Linked DNA regions of Sus scrofa: region 2 is linked to region 1. A link is a contact called in public HiChIP or PLAC-seq data. All regions are on one chromosome and are shown on one strand. The core of a region is the stretch at or near the end of the contact, and the rest is flanking DNA. Distances in the headings are between cores, read along the strand shown.

What was found. HiChIP or PLAC-seq counts read pairs in DNA pulled down with a chosen protein or histone mark.
Region 2: an H3K27ac HiChIP or PLAC-seq map of skeletal muscle shows a contact between it and region 1. The contact joins two enhancer-like sites. A contact is called at or near these places in 14 of 47 Hi-C or Micro-C datasets (adipocytes, alveolar macrophages, embryonic fibroblasts and 8 more) and 1 of 2 datasets of contacts at active chromatin or transcription factors (skeletal muscle).

What each region holds. Positions count from the first base shown.
Region 1 is chr7:67,155,549-67,160,459 of Sscrofa11.1, forward strand. All of the region lies in intron 6 of AKAP6 (A-kinase anchor protein 6), which reads right to left. Among named protein-coding and RNA genes, the nearest start is that of AKAP6, 300 kb to the right of the region's middle. Within about 2 kb of position 3,608, at least 10 of the 83 cell types and tissues checked have an H3K27ac peak or open chromatin away from gene starts, as enhancers often do. A contact at or near this core is called in fetal skeletal muscle and skeletal muscle, where this site is marked.
Region 2 is chr7:67,244,508-67,249,480 of Sscrofa11.1, forward strand. All of the region lies in intron 4 of AKAP6 (A-kinase anchor protein 6), which reads right to left. Among named protein-coding and RNA genes, the nearest start is that of AKAP6, 220 kb to the right of the region's middle. Within about 2 kb of position 3,309, at least 15 of the 83 cell types and tissues checked have an H3K27ac peak or open chromatin away from gene starts, as enhancers often do. A contact at or near this core is called in fetal skeletal muscle and skeletal muscle, where this site is marked.

The DNA of each region.
Region 1 (4,911 bases), core at 2,358-4,857:
AGGACCATAAGAGTTTTTGTTTCTGTTGGTTATAACTCTCGATACTATTTTAGGAATTCTAATAATATTTATTAATTTATAAACAATAATCTATTACATATTAATATAACACATTATTATGAAACATTATGAAACTTTTCAAAAATAGTGAAAAGAGTAGCATTCTTTTAGCTGTATGCAAATCCTGCTAATGTCTGGTCTAATAAAAACAGTTGGATTCCTTTTTTCTTCTTCTTCTTCTTTTTTTTTTTTTTGGCCACACTTGTGGCATTTGGAAGTCCCCAGGCCAGGGATCAAACCCATACCACAGCAGCAACATTAGCTACTGCAGTTACAATGCCGGATCCTCAGCCCACTGTGCCATAAGAGAACTCCTAGATTCCTATTTTTACTTCTGCACTTAATCTACTGCAATATCACATGTCATCTGGCCTCTGGAAAATTCCACAGTGGAATATGCAGAGTGGCAGTGAAAAAGGAAAATGAGATTTTATTATCTGTTTGATTGGTTTTGGTTTTGTATTAAGATTTAATTCACATATAACATATTTCATAGTTTTATATGTATAACATAGTTTCAGGTATACAACATATGATTTGATAGATTTATATTGTCAAATGATCATCACAATAAGTCTAAGTTAACATCCACCATCACACATAGTTCCAACTTTTTTTCTTGTGATGAGAACTTTTAAGATATACTCTCAACAATTTTCAATTATATGATACAGTATTATTAACTATAGTTACCCTGCTGTCATTACATCCCCAGGGCTTAACTTTTTTTATAACTTAAGTGCATACCTTTTAACCACCTCCTTTTGGTGTTAATATGAAAATAGCTTGACCTTGTGGCACCCTGAAAGGATCTTGGGAACCCCCAGAGGTGCCTGGACCATCTCTGAAAACCTCTTTTACAGATCACCCCAAGTGCTCCGAAGCCAACAGAAAGGCATCGAAACCCAGGCTTGGGGCATCAAGGAGGGTTTCTTGTTGGAAATCACAACTAGGCTGAGTCCTGAAAGATAAGCGTATGTGACTCAGAAAAAGAAGAGAAGGCACAGAAAGGAGCTGGGAAAAACACCCTTGGCAGATGAAATCCAATAGAGAACAGCTCATTCTGAGAACTGTGAGTGGCTGAGCATGGTTAATGCTCTGGAGGCAGAGAGAGAATCTGAGAAGTGAGGCATGTACACCGCACTCTGGAGACTGGACTTTATCCTAAGAGCAATGGGGGTAGTCAGTGGAGTTCTGAAGCGGAAGAGAGAATTGGATTAGCATCTTAGAAGACTCACCGTGGCTCAGCATGAAGAGTGAGTTGTCAGGTGTAAGGCTAAGATTGGAAAAGCCAGTTAAAAGGCTGCTACCCTACTCTATGAAAAATTCGATGAGGGCTAGACTGAGGTGGCAACAGCAGACATAGAGGGAACACGCACGACTGCAGAGAGAGACAGAAATTAAAATGGACAAGACCAGTTGAATGTGATGGATAAAAAATGTCAGAAATTTGTTAGAATCTGAGATGACCGCCAACTTTGAATTTTGGTTGGACATACTATTCTTTGAAAGAAGCAATAATATATCTAGAAGGAAGAAGTAAGTTGTAGGCATGTGATAAGCCTGCTATTAGAGTTTGGTTTCTGAGATGCGGAGCTGGATAGAGAAAGCAGCACACAGCTAGTACTGGAGACCACAGGCGTGGATGAGACCTAGCAACAGTGTATAGGGGCAGAGCCACTGTGTCTTTTACAGGTTGAGGCCCCACAGTGCAAGGCACTCAATTTTATTCACCCCAGTCCTTCATTGAGTCTGTCTCAGTGGTTCCTGATACCAGCTGTATCCCCAAATCAACTGTGAAACAGACCAAATTCAGAGAAGGGCAATCTGCCTCAAAGTCCCTCAGGAATACAAAGATTAGGAGTCAACATCTGAGGGGCACGAGGAACATTTTCAGGTTGATCGGGGGGGAAAAAAAATAAGTCCTTGCTGCCCCTTTGTGACAAGCTTGCAGATCTGGTGTAACCAGGAGACACAGATGTGCTAATAGGAAGAAGCCCTCTCAGCAGAAGCACGTTCTAGTTGTAAAATGAGGTTGCTGAGTTTGACAATTCCTCATGCCTTTCTGACCATTAAAACACCTGTGGTTTTTGCATCGAGAGCCTCCTCAAAGTCAGAGATGTTTGGATGACTTACCTGTTCTCTCGCAGTTAGACAGGGTGCTGGTCTTTGGTGACTTCCTCACATCTTCCCAATGTTTCCTACCCACTCTCCCCAGAGCTATCCTACAAGATCCAGCTTAACACTCTTCTCCCAGCCAATCACCCCAACCTAGTGCTACCAACACATTTTCTCACTTTTTCCATCTTTAGCAGCCAGGGGTCTGAGGGATAGTTCTAAACCTGTGGGTTTTCCTCCCATAATACAGTGTAATGACCTTCCCTCTGGTTAAAGAGTGCTGCGGGAATTATTATTTATAAGTACATAATTATAAATAAATATTATAAATATGTATAAATACAAATTATAAATAAATATGTAATATTTATAAGGTTGCTGTGTGACAATATTATAAACTAGAAGGTTGTTTGTATTTATCTGAACACACATTCATAGCATAAATTTCCCTGCATAAACTTCCTAAGGTGTCAGAGAAGTGCATTAACTAAAATTATTGGGCCAATTAGAGGAGAATTATCTGTAATACGGCGTAAGATTCATCCATCAAGGCAGAAGGCCCAGGGTCTCACAGAGAAGAGGGGTGCAGGAATCTAGGGAGACTGCCACCGGTCCTAGGAAGGAGGAGTGGTGGCCTTAACCATTGTGGGTGGGGTTGGGTAGGAGGCTGAAGCTTCATAATGACCAAGAAGGCTGAAGATAAGAGGAGAAAACCGGGTGATGGCATTTGATCCCTAAAGGCCAAAGCCATCTACATGCAAAGAGCTGCTAAGGCCGGACCCCTCCCCTCCCAGAGTAGTAATAACAACAATAACGATCATAGGAGATAACATTTACCGAATGCTTAGCACATTCCAGGTACTATTCTGAGCTCTTTACACATTTTAACACATTTAATCGTCAAAAAGACCTCTACTTTTAACCCTATTTTTGCAAGAGAGGAAACGGGCAAGGCAACCTAGGTGACAAATGCACAGAACCCCATCAGTCTGAAAAATGGAAAGCTCCTGGGCCTGAGCTGACAGGCAGCACCTTTCTCGGGTAAAGTTGCTTATTCACCATGCAAATCTCAGGCCAATCATCTTTATATGGGTGGCATTAACCACTTCAGGTGGGGGTTGCGAAGGTGGCTGAAGACATGATCTGACATCATGAGTGACCCTGACACGTTCCACACTCTCGGAGCGATTTGCCCTCATGCTGTCTGAACAGAGCACAAACAGCAGTGCTGACAGTTAACTTTAAGACATCACAACAGCCAACCTGCCAAAATGAATGTTTCCAGTTTCCTTCATTTAGCTGACCTTATTTGCTATAAATTCAGGTTAATCCATAGTTAATTCTTACTGGGTTACTCACTTGTTTACTGTCACCATTGTCCCAGGTCTCTTGGCATCTTACACACTCTGGCCAGGCCCCAAATTCCTCTAGGATGTCTGGCCCTTCTCATCTTTCAGTGCTGGGAATGAGGCATGAAGAGGTTCAGAGCGCCAGGCTCATGAACGTCACAGCCTCACACTCGCTTACCATTAGGGTCTTCTAAGGGGAATTCACCCAGAATTCCATGGAACAGAAAGAAATTCCATGTTGAAGGGATATATTCCAGTGAATCTTTTATGGAGAAGTAGCTGCATCCCTTAGTTTTGCCTCTTTGTCTCATAAAATTTCAGAACTGAGAGGTATCTTAGAGGTCACCCAATTCAATTATTTCCGAATGTTTATTTTTCGAAACTGAGGCTTGGGAAGTTACGTCTCTTTCCAAGGTCACAATGCTACAGAGGTGCAGAATTAAGATGCTTATTCTAGTTCTACTATTGTTGATGCTAATTTCCTGAATTCATAGGAAATGTCACAATAATGATAAAACTAGTATTTATGTAGCCTTTGGAGTTTATAATGACCTTTTGCTCTTTGTGATTATAATAATCTGTGCAGTGGTGTGACAAATATAATTAATATCCCATTTTAAAGACTAGGAGATTTAAACAGTAAATTTTTGCGACTTATTCAGTTTTTCATAATTTAAAAGTGGAGGGCTGTGAATTGAGCCCAGAGCTCCTGCCTTTAAGTTTCATACCCTTAAGTAAATTACTGACTTCTCTATGTATCTCTGTCCTCATTGGTAAAATGGGGATATAACAAGTGTCTTCATCAAAGAGGGATTTTTCCTTGCGAATTAAATGCTATGATATGTTATATAAATAAACGTATTAGCATCTTGCCTGACATGTTGTAAGTGGTAATTAATGCCAAGAGTTTGTTTGTTGTTATTGTTTGTTTTTCTCTTTACAGCCACACTTGTGCATGTGGAAGTTCCCGGGCTAGGGGTTGAATCGAAGCTGCAGCTGCCAGCCTACAACACAGCCACATCTAACACCTATCCAAGCTGTATCTGTAACCTATGCTGCCCTGCAGCAATGCCAGATCCTTAACCCACTGAGCGAGGCCAGGGATTGAACCCTCAATCCTCATGGATACTAGTTGGGTTCGTTAACACTGAACCACAACGGGAACGCCAACAAAATGTAATTTAATCATAGCTTTTTCATGCCAAGAAAATAGCAAAGAACTATTTTCATCTTAATGTCTAAAACTCCAAACAAAAAACTGCACCTGAATTATACATTTCAGAAGCTAAAATCCAGATGCAGTGACTAGCAGTAGCCGCACGGTGGTGCTACATCATCATTGATAAAGCCTTAAGACCCAGACATTTCTGCAGAAACCAAACTG
Region 2 (4,973 bases), core at 2,059-4,558, 89 kb after region 1:
GACACCTTGCCCACATGGCACCTTCAAAATAAGAACCAACAACTAAAATATTCGCTAAAAATGATGAACTAGGGGCAATGTCTGAATCAGGTGCAATCGGTGTGATGGCACAATGGTATAGTCTGGAGATAGCCTGAAAGGCAGTCTTAGCATTGCTATTAACAACTTCAACTCCTTGGGAGAGAAACTTAACCTTTGTCTCTAAATGCTCTCATTTGTTAAGTTAGGACCAGGACCCATGATGGACGAGGATTAAATGTGGTAATACATGCATAGTACCTGACATACAGTAAATGCTAAATATTCACGATGACTATTATACATTAATAAACCATTAAAGGTAAAGCATAAAAGATCACTACACTGAGACTTATATTCCTTTGCATAATGTTCATCACATTATAGTCCTGGGTTCATTTTCAGAGAAAAACTTTTAAAAAATATCCTTCCTGTATCTCAAATAAAAATACAAAGTTGAGAATGAAAAATCTAGAGCTGTGGAAGGGAACAAATGCACACTTTTTTCCCAAATGAATGGGGAAAAAAAATCAATATACTTCCTATCTTCCAAATCTAAGAGCATATAAACAAATTTATAGACATGTAACACAGAGATTTGGAATCAGAACCAATAATGGAAAATGAGTGAAGTGCAAAGACCAAACAGAATTTTTTTTTAAGGGCCACACCTGCAGCATATGGAGGTCTCCAGGCTAAGGATCGAATCAGAGCTGTAGCTGCTGGCCTACACCACAGCCACAGCAAGGCCAGATCCAAGCTGCATCTGTGACCTACACCACAGCTCACTGCAGCACCGGATCCTTAACCCACTGAGCAAGGCCAGGGATCAAACTTGCAGTCCTCATGGATACTAGTCAGATTTGTTTCTGCTGAGCCATAAGAGGAACTCCCAAACAAAATTTTTAAGCTAAATGCAAAACCAAGTGAACTGGGAATATATCCCACATAGAGAACTTCAATCTTCATCTCCTTCAGGGAGAAGTGCTTATTTCCTGAAAGAAGCAATACCTATTTCTTTTCTGTTTGTAAACTACAAGCCAGCCCCATCTGGAATTTAGTTTGGTTACAAATAAGTTTGTCAGTCAGTCTTTAACCTTGAAATCTTTTTTTCTCTTCTCAGAGAATACTAAAGACAATATTCAGACTCACTCATATTTTCAATCAGAGAACTTGTTTGTATATGTAGAAGTTGAACCACATGAAATTACCTGTATTTATGGAGTTCCCGTCCTGGCTCAGTGGTTAGCGAATCCGACTAGGAAACCATGAGGTTGAGGGTTTGATCCCTGGCCTCACTCAGTGGGTTAAGGATCCGGCGTTGCCATGAGCTGTGGTGTAGGTTGCAGACGTGGCTCGGATCTCACATTGCTGTGGCTGTGGTGTAGGCTGGTGGCTACAGCTCTGATTAGACCCCTAGCCTGGGAACCTCCATATGCTGCAGGAGCGGCCTTGGAAAAGGCAGAAAGACAAAAAAAAAAAAAAAAGGAAATTACTTATATTTGCCTTTGACCTACCAAAAAAACAGTTTCATGTGGTTCTGCTTCACATGTAAACTGGATGGATATGGTCTAATGGGAGCTGGGAGGTAAGGAAGTAGATGGATGAGAAGAAAGGATGTATTTCTCAATGAATTTTTACCTCACTTCTTCAAAGTTGTCATCACAAAACCAAACACTTGTTGAGGAACTGGAACCAGTTCACATGAAAGAAATTAAATTCTCTTAGTATTGATGGAAAAAGACAAGGCTGCTCAACCTACAGCAGCAGTAGGGCCATGACGCAACTGAATGAGAAGGTGACAAGGAAGTAAACCACTAACTATGCAAAGAAAACAATGGCTTTCTGCCCACTGCACTGGGATGAAAGCTGCATGTATGGTGGATGAACAAGTTATTCTGAAAAACAAGACCAGGCAGTTACCTACCATGTAAGGCACTAGATTTTCAGTCCCCTTGCCTGTAATCCACACATCCCTTCAAAGGAACCTTGTCCAGGCAGATTTACTAAACAATTGCAAAATGCTTGAATTGTAAACCTATAGGAAAGTTAGTAGAAAACAGCTTTCCCCACTATTTGGGCATTTTTAGCTCCCCCCACCCCCCACTCTCTTTCTGCTTTGGCATTTTCATTAGAGTATGATATTTGACTCATTTTGAGAGCAAACACTATATTTTTCAGCTTTACTAATTTGAAAACCAGATGCTCTCTTTACTGACCCCAGGGGAGAGGGAAAATAACTTATCAACAATTGCACTTGGGTTTTCATTTTCTAGTTTTCAAACTCAGAATTCCATTATTACCTGTTGTGAGTGTCCTGTAAAGCAGGCTTCTAGCACATCACTGCCTCTGAGAACCACTCCTCCTTACCTTCTGTCTTCACTTCTGGTCCCTATTCCATTGCCCACAAAAAGCTAAACAAAGTATAAATCTAAGCTGTTATCTACTTTATATTGGAAACATTGTTTCAAAACTTGTGGTCAGAAAGCAGTAGGTCAATCTAAAAGAAAATAAATGAGGAACATAGAAACTACTTTCCACATCACAGTTCCAACATTCCATAAGAACTTATATTTAAGCAAGTATAGGTATCTGGGAGAGCTTTTGGACACATTAACCATTCTGAGAGAGGAACAGTCCAATCCAGTTTAAACTAGATTTTTACTCTTTGTAACCCATATGGCATTCCAAACATTTCTAAGCATTAGAATTACATCATTTTCTCTCTTTTTTCCTTTTAATACAAAGAGCCATTATATTCCATTTCACGACCTCTAAGTTCCCAATATCAAATTACCCAGCTGTTGTTTCAATCTCTCTCAGTTGCTAAGAGATGGAGATGATGGCAGACCAGACCAATTTTCTTCAACACAGAACTGCAAGTTGACATAAGAGGGAATGAGATTCAGCCAAAGCACAATGAGCCCAACAGTTGGCAGCCAGGCTGTGTGTCTTTTCACAGCTGCAGGAGACAGTTGGTTCAGAGAACTTTGTTGCCATTTCCCTGCCAACATCACTGCCATGTTTTCATGCTCTCTCCACAATGCTGCTCAGTAAAGAGAGGCATTTTCATTTGCATTATACAGATCAGCCTGTTGTTATACTGCCTCTCCTAGAATTAAGTGCCATGGCTAAAGACCATGATCTTGTCTGGGCCAAGCCCTTTAATACTACTAATAATAGTAATAATAATAGTAATAGTAATAAAAACACTTCAGTGAATGCTGTGAGAAGCATTATACTCTCCCACCACTTCTGACTGAGCCCACTGCTGCCAGGAGTGTTGGCTGCTTATTGCTCTCAGCTGAGACCCTCTCTGGGAATTACCCTCAGCTGCCTCACCCAAGGTCACACCCTTCCCTGGGCGCTTTCCACATTCAATGTCTGCTCAGTGGGAGGAGGTATAATGCCTGGCAGAGAAAGAGTAGGCACAGCTCTGTGGAGTTCCCCATAGAAGTGACTAAGGCGTCTATTGCAGCTGCACTGTGGTTCAACTCTTCCTCCTGCTTGATTTGACATCCATCACCTCTCTCGGGTGTTTTCCCCATGGTCCATCCCAATAAGCCTCCAGCATGACAATCTCAGAGCCTCAGAATCTGCTTCCTAGGAACTCAATCTACAAATACATCTCAAACCTCTGGTTTCTCTTAAGAAACAAGCCACTAGCCTTCTATAGATTGAAGTCTGAAAGAAATCTCATAAAGACTATTTCCCTTAGTTTATTCACAATAATTACACCAGTGCAAAAGTCATGACCCAGAATGCATGACACATGTGCTTACTCAGTAGAGTCCAGCAACGCAAGATCCAGTGTTTCATTTCATCTTAGCCAAACCTCAACATAAATAGAACAACTATAAAATGGAGGCAGATAATACAGATAGGAAACTATAAAGATTGTTTATACCCTGGATGGGGGTGCAAATGTCAATTAACACTATTTGTTCAATGAGGACATTAGCTGCAGCCCTGATAGGTGGTATTGGGTAAGACAATGTTAAAAGAGTTTACAATAAAAATTGAATAAAGGTAGAATAACCTCAGGGACAAGTGATACACTGGATTGTAAAACTAAGTCCCAGCTGATAGCCATGGGCTTAGATTGCCTCACTTTCAGGGAAGACATAAATGATGTAAGAAGCATATTTTCTGGCCATGCCCATGGTATGCGAAAGTTCCCAGGCAAGGGATCAAACCCATGCCACGGCTGCAACCCAAGTCACTGCAGTGACAATGCCAGATCCTTAACCTGCTGCACCACAAGAGAACTCCCTAAACTATGTATAAGAAGGTTCAGCATGGTAATCTATAGTTTCCAAAGTAACACCCAGCTTTTGCACTCTGGACCACAATGTGTTACTTTATTATATCTATCTGTCTGTAACTGGACTGAAGAACTGATCATGGATCAATAAACTTCTATCTCCTTTAGTTGTGTGACCATGAAACACTAGGAAAATGTGTAAATAAGTATAAGATGATAACATACACCACTGCACTTTGTGCTAAATTTAGTACAAATAATTATGGAGATAATGTGTTTATTATTTAAAATTTTTGAAATGTTTTAAAGAATCATAAATATAATATTGTCTTAAAGTTTTTATTTGAAATATTTAATAGATACCGGCTGTAATTTTAATAAAATTAAGATATGATTAGGAGTTCCCTTTGTGGCTCAGCGGTTAATGAAGCAGACTAGGATCCATGAGGTTGAGGGTTCCATCTCTGGTCTCACTCAGTGGGTTAAGGATCTGCCGTAGCATAGCCAAGAGTTGCAGTGCAGGTTGCAGATGCAGCTCAGATCTGGCATTGCTGTGGCTGTGGCGTAGGCCAGCAGCTGTAGCTCCAATTTGATCCTTAGCCTGAAAACTTCCATATGCTGAGAGTGCAGCCCTAAAAAGCACAAAAAAAAAGAAAGAAAGAAAGAAAGAAAGAAAGAAAGAAAGAAAGAA